2 separate regions of the Pelodiscus sinensis genome follow, and region 1 is linked to region 2. The links are chromatin contacts, called in public Hi-C maps. All regions are on one chromosome and are shown on one strand. The core of a region is the stretch at or near the end of the contact, and the rest is flanking DNA. Distances in the headings are between cores, read along the strand shown. Region 1 holds the start of GTF3C5 (general transcription factor IIIC subunit 5). Region 2 holds the start of TTF1 (transcription termination factor 1).

What was found. Hi-C and Micro-C count contacts between places; a contact is called where the count stands out from the background.
Region 1: a contact with region 2 is called in a Hi-C map of blood, with 10 times the contacts expected there. The contact joins the promoter of GTF3C5 here to the promoter of TTF1 in region 2. A contact is called at or near these places in 2 of 5 Hi-C or Micro-C datasets (blood and liver).

The regions. Positions count from the first base shown.
Region 1 is chr22:15,864,907-15,869,978 of ASM4963464v1, reverse strand. It overlaps GTF3C5 (general transcription factor IIIC subunit 5), which reads right to left and starts at 3,260. Exons shown (of 11, transcript XM_075905808.1): 1 at 3,081-3,260; 2 at 2,079-2,298; 3 at 1,376-1,574. The coding sequence starts at 3,227.
Region 2 is chr22:15,309,744-15,314,726 of ASM4963464v1, reverse strand. TTF1 (transcription termination factor 1) reads left to right here and starts at 1,496. Exons shown (of 11, transcript XM_006136808.4): 1 at 1,496-1,648.

The DNA of each region.
Region 1 (5,072 bases), core at 2,011-4,510, 550 kb before region 2:
TCTTAATCCACAACCTTGACTATGAGGCGATCATTCCTTTTTCACAAATCCTTGAATTTCTACAAGCTGGAAGTCCTCTGGCACAAAGAGATTTGAAATCATATTCACACGTTTCCAGTAAGAACCGTATTTACACACAGTTCTTTGGGATACTGCAGACTATTTTTGATGTATGTTTTGAGACTGCCTGAATGCAACATGAGGTGAAAACGCTATCCTACCAGGCTGTAGCTCCCAAAACATGATCCCATCAATGGCTTTCTCTTCCACATTGCAAGGTTTCTCCATAGGGCCCCTTTGTTCAATCCCAGTAGGTTTGTGCAGGAATACTTCCCCGCCATATACTTTTGACTCATTTTTTTCCTCCGCCATTCCCCACAAGGGCAATTTTTTCCCCCCAAAATCAAGGGAAGTCCACTAAACTCAACCCAGAAACAACTTAAAAGGCCACAAGACCCAACTAAGCAACCCCTTATCTCCACTCTTGTAAGACCTATTGTGTGTAAGTGTCTGCAACTATTATTCCAGTTATTTCAGAAAAAGAATAAGAAACAAAGAAGTGACTTGCCCAAGACCAGAAGCTTGCTAGTGACAGAGCTCTTGACTCTCAGACTTTCATAACCCATGCCACCTTATAAGTATTTTTGTCCAGATTGTATTGTATTGAAACAAACAAAGCTAACACAGAAAGAGACATATAACAAAGGCATGGATTGGTTACAGCAGTTTGCCTTAGTATGGTATTTGACTCCCCCGCTGACCCTGGCTGCCATGTAGCGCTGTCACTTTGAAATGCCACAGAGAGCACGGGACCAGCAGGGGACTACTTGAGTCCCTCACTGGCCCTGTGCTCCCCGTAGCGCTTTTGCCTTTGAAGTGTAGCAACAGCCCTGGAGCTGTTGCTACACTTCAAAAGTGGAGGCGCCCTTATCGATTAATTGACTATTTGCATCAACTATTTGATTAGCCAATTAATTGAAATTTTACATCCCTATTTTAAAATGCTGCTCTGAAAAAGCATAGATTCCACATTAAAAATGTGTGTGTGTGTGTGTGCGCACATTTCAATCATACAGACAGACCGTAGCAAAGAAACAAAAGAAAAGCATCCTATGTTTTCGTCATGATCACTGCTGGATATGAACTATATGACTCCAAGTTCATCCAACCGCATCAATTTTTCTTAGAGATCATTCTGAAAAATCCTTTAATACTGAGCTATGTTAGTCATAATACAAGAGCCTTCTTCAGGTAATGAAGAAGGGGATCTCCAGTGAACTTGAAAATTCAAATTTTATAAGTGATATGCTGGCCCAGTAAAAGATTTCCATTACTGGTTCATTCAAGAGACAATATAAAAAGAAAAGGCACTCACCGGTGTTGTACATCTGGCCGATAGAAATAGTCTATAGGGGTATCCAGACGCGAAAAAATAGGTGGAGGGATGTAGAGGGGTAATTCCCTATTGAAGAATTCCTCCTTTTCTGGTTTGAGGAGCAAGACCTTGTCGTACATAGAGATTTGTTTGCTATCAGGGCCAGAATGCATTGCCAGGTACTGGAAATCAGACATTCCTATGAGGAAGGAAAAGTCAAGATAAAAAGGTGTGTATCAGAGACAATAGCATTCTGCATTATACCCAGTTGTCCTTTCCTCAGAAACCCACTCAAGGATGAGACTGTCTCTTGCCCTGAGTTAGATGGGCTCGGTATTCATGCACACTGTGAAGCAACACCATGGTCCTTTGTCTTGCATTCATAAAAACACTCTGAAAGCCCTATCCTATTTCCCTATCTTAAACACCTGCCAAACAATCAAGTAAATGTTAAAAACAATTCATTACTGCCCATGAAAAGATTATTTTTGCCCCTCCTCCTGCACAGACACATCCATTGTAGAACATGTTTATTTACAGCATAACCTAACACAACAGCAGAGAAGACAATGCATTATTAAGTCACAATACAGAAGAAGGATTGTATCATGTCCATCTCACATAAAATTCCCTACATACAGGTTCACTTTTTCCACCCAAAAAGCTAGTCCCTATTCCTCACACAGGCAGATCAAATTACTACCTTGAAATTTGTAAACAGTGGAGACAACCCCAAGAACTTCCATTTCAAACTTGATTTCCTCTTGGGTTTCTCCTTCAGCTTCCAACCGTTTCCTTCTGATCTTCCGCTTTACCTTAAAGAGCATGGATGAAGTAGGGAAGCGGTTGGCACACACAGGATGGCAGTAGGGATCCTTGGGACGGAAGTACAACTCCAGTCTTTTGCCAGGGTCAGCATAGATCTAAATTACCAAGAGCACCATCACTTTTCATCATCAAATTTGTCCCCTCCCACACCAAAAAACACAGAATTTTCCTTTGCACCATGCTTCCCAAATCCACCACCATGCCAAAGCACTACCTCTATTTCCAATGACCATTGCCCTCTTTCCATGGGGCATCAGCCCCACAGCCAGTCTTTTTACCACAGAGAACCATAGCTTCTCACACTCTTATTTAGGCCATTTCTCTCCAACTACAATCTCTCTAATGCCTTTAGCTGTGCGCCTCTCTGATCCAAACATGCAGCTTACAGGGTCACGCGCTGCAAGAGAGCTCAACGAACTGGATCACCCGCTTTTACTCACAACTCTAGATCCGCTTTCCAGACTCCCCACCATGCTCCCCTTCATCCCCCCTCTACTGCCGCCCCCACCCCCCAAAGTTAACATCTCCAAAGCCTTCTCTCTCCCAGGATAACCCTCAGCCTGCTTCCCATTGAGGTCCCTTTCACTAGGGCACCTCCCGCCTTCTGAGCACTGCCAGGTCCTTCCCGCCATAACCCAGGGGACTCTCCGACCAAGCACTCGCTGTTCCCAGCCCCATCACCCAGCACAACCGGGCCCTGGGACTCCTGGGACACCCCCCCCCCCCGGGAAGCCCTAAGATCCCCCCCAGGGGACCCCTTACCCAGGACACCCACCTACCGGCCTGCAACCAGCCAGCAAAGCCCTTTCCACCCGAGCACCCTTTGCCCGTTACCCGGGGCTCGCACGTCCCCTCCCCCCCCGGGCCGCCCCCTTACCCGGGACACCCCCTCTTCTCCTCCCAGAGTCCGCAGCATGTTGCCCACGTCGCGCACCACCCCCGGATACTCCACGCACACCAGCCGCGAGCCGCGGGCCAGCTCCAGCACGGCCGAGCCCTGCTCTCCACCGCCCCCGGCCGCCATCTTGCCCCCGGCCCGGCCGCCCCTCCACCACCGCCTGCTTCAGCCCCCCCCCCCCAGTCCGCTCCCCAATGCGCTCCCCTCCCGGCGCAGCACCAAGGTTCCGGGAAAGAATGGTTCCGACCAACCTGCCCTCCAGCCAGACTGCAAGGGGACAGCGCCCCCTGGAGCAGCCTGTTCTATGGCTTCTAGCCTCTTCGAGGCCTTTGTGGCTCTAACAAGGCCTGGCAGCCCCCTCACTTCCCCTGAGTCCAGAACCCCAACAGCTGTTGTGGGACCTCCTGCTCCAGCTGCTAGACCAGAGATGGGCAAACTAGGCTAGTGAGTGGGCCGCATGAGTGGCCCTCCTTCATCTCAGTGGGCTGCAACATTGTCATAACCAGGACAGTCTCCCAGGATAGGATAGTTTTGCTAACTGCATTTAGGGTATGTTTACACTAGACCCCTAGTTCGAACTAGGGAGGCTAACGTAGGCATTCGAAGTTGCAAATGAAGCCTGGGATTTAAATATCCCGGGCTTTATTTGCATCTTCCCATTTTTAAATCCCCCAGTCCGAACTAACTGCCCGCGGCTACAAGCAGCAGTCAAACGTTAACTCGAACTAAGTTAACTGTTATACCTCGTGGAATGGGTATAACAGTTAACTCAAACTAAGGACTTAGTTCGAGTTAACGTTTGAGTGCCGTGTGTAGCCATGGGCAGTTAGTTCGGACTAGGGGGATTTAAAAATGGCGCCTGGACGGGAAGATGCAAATAAAGCCCGGGATATTTAAATACCAGGCTTCATTTGCAACTTCGAATGCCTACATTAGCCTCCCTAGTTCGAACTAGGGGGCTAGTGTAGACATACCCCTACACACTTAGGCTACGTCTAGACTGGCCCCCTTCTCCGGAAGAGGCATGCAAAGCAGGCAAGTCAGAATAGGGAAATCCGCGGGGGATTTAAATATCCCCCGCGGGATTTAAATAAACATGGCCGTCGCTTGGGGAAAAGCCGGAAAAGAGCGTCTAGACTGGCGCGATCCTCCGGAATAAAGCCCTTTTCCGGAGGATCTCTTATTCCTACTTGCAATAAGAGGATCTCTTATTCCTACTTGCAATAACTGGGGGATTGCAATAAGAGGATCTCTTATTCCACGAGGTGTACCGGTAGTTCGGAATAGGAATCCTAGTCCGAACTACCTAGTTCGAGCCCTGTGTAGCCGCGCTGCACGGGGTTCGAACCAGCGGGGTTTTAAAAATGGTGGCTCCCCGCTTATGCAAATGAAGCCCGGGAAATTCAAATCCCGGGCTTCATTTGCAAGTGAGGTATGCCTACATTACCCCGCTAGTTCGAACTAGCAGGGTAGTGTAGACATACCCTAGGTGCTTTTCTACAGAACTGCTACTTAGCCAGTTGGTCCCCAGCCTGTAACAATGCTTGGGATTCTTCCGTCCCAAGTGCAGGACTCTACACTTGGCTTTGTTGAACCTTATCTGATTTCTTGTGGCCCAATCCTCCAATTTGTCTAAGTCACTCTGGACTCTATCCCTTCCCTCCAGCGTGTCTACCTCTCCCCCTAGCTTAGTATCATCTGCAAGCTTGCTGAGGGTGCAATCCATCCCCTCATCCAGGTCATTAATAAAGATGTTGAACAAAACTAGTCCAAGAAACGAACCTTGGGGCACTCCACTAGAAACCGACCGCCATCCTGACATCAAGCTGTTGATCACTACTCACTGGGCCCGACATTCCAGCCAGCTTTCTATCCATCTTACCGTCCATTTATCCAATCCATATTCCCTTAACTTGCTGGCAAGAACTAGCGGGGGTAATGTAGTCATCCGCACTTGCAAATGAAGCCCGG
Region 2 (4,983 bases), core at 247-2,746:
ACCTAACTCAACAGCAACCATGAGAAGCAAAACGTACAGTTCACCTTCACTAGTAGCTGTGATCTACAGAACAAAGCTGAGAAGCAAAAAGTCAACCAGCCAGGTTTGCTGCATTTTTAAATTAAAACATCCTACTTGTAAATCAGGTCACTAATGATAATCAATCAAGCTAAATGGTGCTTTTGACCAGATATGATAGGCAAATGGGTAATTCTGCTTTTAGCAACTTAAGCAAATGTGCATCATGCACCTCAAGCCTATACATCAGGGCTATGTCTACGGAAAAGTTTTCCGTTAAAAGCATTTGTGGAAAAGAGCGTCTAGATTGGCACGGATGCTTTTCCGCAAAAGCACCTTTTGCGGAAAAGCATCCGTGCCAATCTAGACTCGCTTTTGCACAAAAAAGCCCCGATCGCCATTTTCAGCTTTGCGCAAAAGGGACTTTTTCCCGAACAGGAGCAGCATAGTATTTCCTCAAGAAGCACTGATTTCAGACAGTAGGAAGTCAGTGTTCTTGTGGCAATTCAAGCAGCCAGTGTAGACAGCTGGCAATTTTTTCCGCAAAAGCAAATGATTTTGCAGAAAAACTTGCCAGTCTAGACACAGCCCAACTGTGCACGTGCTTTTTACAGAAATCAGTCTTTGAAACTTCTGTACTGCATTAACTACTGTGCAGGGGAGAGGAGGGTGGTGGTGGAAATGAATGCTATAACACAAACAGGATTCCCTGATCCTTAGAGCCCTGTATGGATACAACATTCGTATCACATTCCATCCATGAACACCCGCAGATTTGTAGGGCTTTACTGACCCTGAAAGTGACTGCAGGCAGGTGCCCTATTGAGTCCTCGAAAAGTGAATTCCAGGAGGGGGCCTTATATAACCACATGGTCCAGTGGGGTGGGGGCATTTTCCCCCATGCCAATTTAGTTGCCAAAAGTTATGTTGCTAACTTTTTAATTTTTATTTCCTATTTTGTAGATTCCAACAGTCGGCTGTGAAAAGGTTTCAGCGAAACCTTCAAAAAGTAAATAGGACAATACTATCATCCTATTTCCTTTTTGAAGGTTTTGCTGAAATCTTTTCACAATCGACTGCTGGAATCTATACAAAATAGGAAATAATCATTAACAAGTTAACAACTTCCGGCAGCTAAATTGGCGCCCTTGGCATGGTCGATTTAAAACATTTTTTTTCACTTGTGCCGCTGAGGCAAACCTACAATTGGAATATTGACACGCAGGGCTTCTGGCCACGTGTTCACTTGTGACCTTCCTGCCAGCCTGCGAAGGCGCTTGCCAGGCAGGCTGTGGTGCGGTGATGTAGTGTGGGGAAGGGCATGTGTACGGAGGACTCTGGGGGGCTCGTCGGGCTGTGCGCTAAGCCGGTGGGCCTGGCCTAACTCAGCACAGCCCCGAGCCTGCGGAGCCCAGGGGAAGGCCCAGGGGGCGCCTATATCTAACCGGAAGATGACACCCGCCTCCCGCTTCCGCTCAAGCGGAAGTAGCGTAGGCGGTGACAGAGGGACTCGGGTCCGCTCCTATCCAGGTCCGATAGGGGACACTTCCGGTCTATGAAGCCGCGAAACTCGGCTCCTACCCTTGCCGAGGAGGGACTGCGATGGTGACGGACACTTCCGGCAGTGAAGGTACGCGCCTTAGTGGTGCCGCTTTGCACCGAGGAAAGCTGAGCCGGGCAGGTATGGCGCGCGGGAGCGGCCTGAAATAGGGGTGTGTGGAGAGGGCGGGGGAGAGTGTAAGGGGAATGATGGCCAGCGGGAGGGAGGGGGAACGGGAGGGCTGGGTCTAGAGGGGGTGGGTGGGGAAGATGGATGAACGGTTGGGGCGGGCGGGGGAGGGGTGTAGAGTTGGGAGTAGGGCGGGAAGGAGGAAGAGATGAGGGGTTGGGGCCGTGGGGTGGGAGGGAGAAGTAGAGGGAGGGGGGGATGTGTCGGGGGCGGGGGAGGCGTAGTGGTGATAGAGCAGGGTTATGGCCATGAAGTATAATGCTTTGGGACACCATAACCCAGGTCCTTTGTGAGGGAGTAAGTGTGGCTGGGGGTGAATAATATGAGAGGAATTGCAGCACGAGGGTCAACACAGTGATTTGCCTTAATGGAGTGGGCATGTGGTTGTGCTCTACCATTTTCCCTACTTGCTGTCAAGTCAGAGAATGGCTGTCTGGGTGAAATGAATTGAGGGGTATCTATTAGGTAGTAATATGACTAAAACTATTACTGATCTTGTTGGCAGAAGACTCAGCAGAGATGTTAGCAAATCAGTGGTTCATGGCAGCATGCTTGATTTCTTCATGTAGCAGCTAACGTAGCTGCAGCTCTAAATGGCCAAAAGAATTGTGGCTTAAAAACTTTTCTGTTTTACTAACAGAAGTTGGCCCAATTTACGAGATATTATCGCATTCACCTTGTCTCTCAAATAAAAAAAAGGCAGGACTAAAGGAAGCCTTCACAGGGTGTGTCCCTACTAAGAATGTAAGCAAGTAGTTAACTACCTGATTACTCACATTCTCTCTGTATCAGAGGCAGCAATGGGATGTGGGAGCAAGAGCAGGAGCAGTGCTGCCTTTCCCTTTCCCTAGTTAATTGGCTTGTGCTGGGTACAGGAGCTACCCCCACTGTGGCTCTGCAGTTTAAATGTAGTAGGCGCAGGCAGCCCAGTTCCTATTACATTTAAATTGCCAAGCCACAGCGAGGGTAGATCCTGGACTCGGTGCAAACCTGGACTGAGCGCTTTCCCCTATCCACTAATCATGTAGTTAATACAAATTGCCAGTTACCTGCCTCTTAACACCCTTAGTCCCTACTGAAAATTTTTATCTTGAGTTTACTGCTGGATAACTAAATGAACATGATTATCCCATTTGTATGCATAAATCATTAGTGTTAGGGATGTAAGTGACTAGTTGACTATCTGATAAGTAAAAGCTTATCACAGGTGTGGGGAACCTCCAGCCCATGGGCTGCATCAGCCCACCAAACAATTTAATCCAGCCCTTGGGGTGGGGGGATCCAGCAACTGTAAAACACTGCAGAGAGTCCCAGCAGCTGCTTTAAAAGCTTCTCTAGCCTCCTCTGCAGCACGGATTAACACTTAGGGTTGCCAGATGGTTAAATAAAAAATACCAAACACTCCACCTGCAAGGAAAAAAAAACGGGGAAAAAAATTCTGTTCAGGGGGGAAAAGAAAGGGGAGACCAAAGTTGTTGAGAGAGAGAGGGAAAAAAAAAGCTGAGCCTGACCCTGGCGGGAGGAGGAGAGCTTGTCCTGCATTTTACACCTCTCCCTCCAGTTTGGGTCCACACATTAAACCCCAGTGCACCCACCCCTCCCCCTGAGCCAGGCACCCCAAAACCCCCCATCCCAGTGCACTCCCCCAAAGCCAGGCGCCCCAGTGCCCCCCATCCCGATGCACTCTCCTCTCCCCTAGAGCCAGGCCCCCCACAGTGTCTCCCATCCCAATGCACTCACCCCTGCCTGAGAGCCAGGTCCCCCACAGCGTCCCCCATCCCAGTGCATCCCTCTGAGCCAGACATCCCCAGTGCCAGGAGTGCCCCACCCCAATCAAATCCCCTCCCCATCTACCCCCCACTCCGCAGAGCCAGGCACCGGAGGAATGGGATGGCCAGGTAAGAAAATACTTTTAAATTCGCTGCTCCTGCCGCCCGGTCTGGCTGTCTCCACTCACAGAGTGTACAGGGAGGCATCACGTGGCCAGCTCCCGGGTCTCTGCTCAAAGGGTCAACGTGGGCCAGAGCAACGTGCGCTCTGCTCCCACCCCAGTCTTGCACCCCCCTAGTGTGGTGCCCGGCAAGTGTGCCCTCCTGCCCCCCCCTTTGCTTCGCCTCTACCATACTCCTCACTCCCCTAGCTCCCGCCAGATGTGGCAGGGGAAAATTGTCCCCGGTGGGCTTCTGTCCGAGGGAAACAGGAAATACTGGACATACTTTCTGGTTTTTTTTTTTACCGGACGGGGACCCAAATAATGCACAGTCCGGGTGAAAATCGGACATCTGGCAACCCTATGAACACTTCGTTCCTCTCCTCCATGCAGGAGATCTGGCCTGAGGGGAAAACTCCATGTGCTGGAGCTCAGTGTTTCTGTTTGCTTGCTGCCCTCCCCCCTCCTCCACCAGGCAGCTGCAAGAGGCTGGAACTGTTAAGGAGGCAAGCAGGGACTGGAAAGGGAAGGGGGAAATCATCCCTGGAGTGGGAAGGAGGTGAAGCCCCCTAGCCCCATTCTCTGCATGGGGGAGGCCACAGCAGGGCCAGCTTCTCCCCCACACCCCCAATCTCTTCCCTGCATAGGCTTGCGCTGCCAGCACTGTCCCCCTTAACAGTTAAGGAGGTGTTGGAGGAATGGGGGGAATGTCTTGCAAGAGTGGGAGTGAAGGGATACCCCTCTCCCCAGGCCCTTCTCTGCATGGGGTGCCTTTAGGGAGGAAGGGATGGCCACAGCTGAGCAAGGAAAAGCAAACTCAGCCATCATACTAAAATTCTAAATTTAAAAAAAGAGAGACCATTTCACCACATCATGGGGGGTTTTGTGTGTGTGCTTTTTTGCTTCTCACTTTTGTGTGGCCCCTGGCTGATATCTCTGTGGGTTAGTGACCCCCGAATCAAAAAAGGTTCCCCACCCCTGGCTTATTGGATAGTTGACTAGTCGCTCCCCCCGCCCGTTACCTCTAGCAGAGGCAACAAGGTGAGGGAGCAGAAACCAGTGCTGTGGGGAGCCAGCTTAAAAACTGGTTCCTCCCCAGCACCGTTTCCACAGGAGGCAGGGGCATAGAGGGGACCGGGCGCGAACTGGGAATCAGCTGATTCCTGGCTCATGTTCAGTCCCAGATGCTGCGCCTCTGCTTTTTAAATGTATTAAGAGCCTGCTGCTGGCCTGGCTGGGGCTCTCTGGGGTTGGAGCTCCCCACAGCGTTGCCGGGGCTGGAACTCCTTGGTAGCCGGGGCTGGAG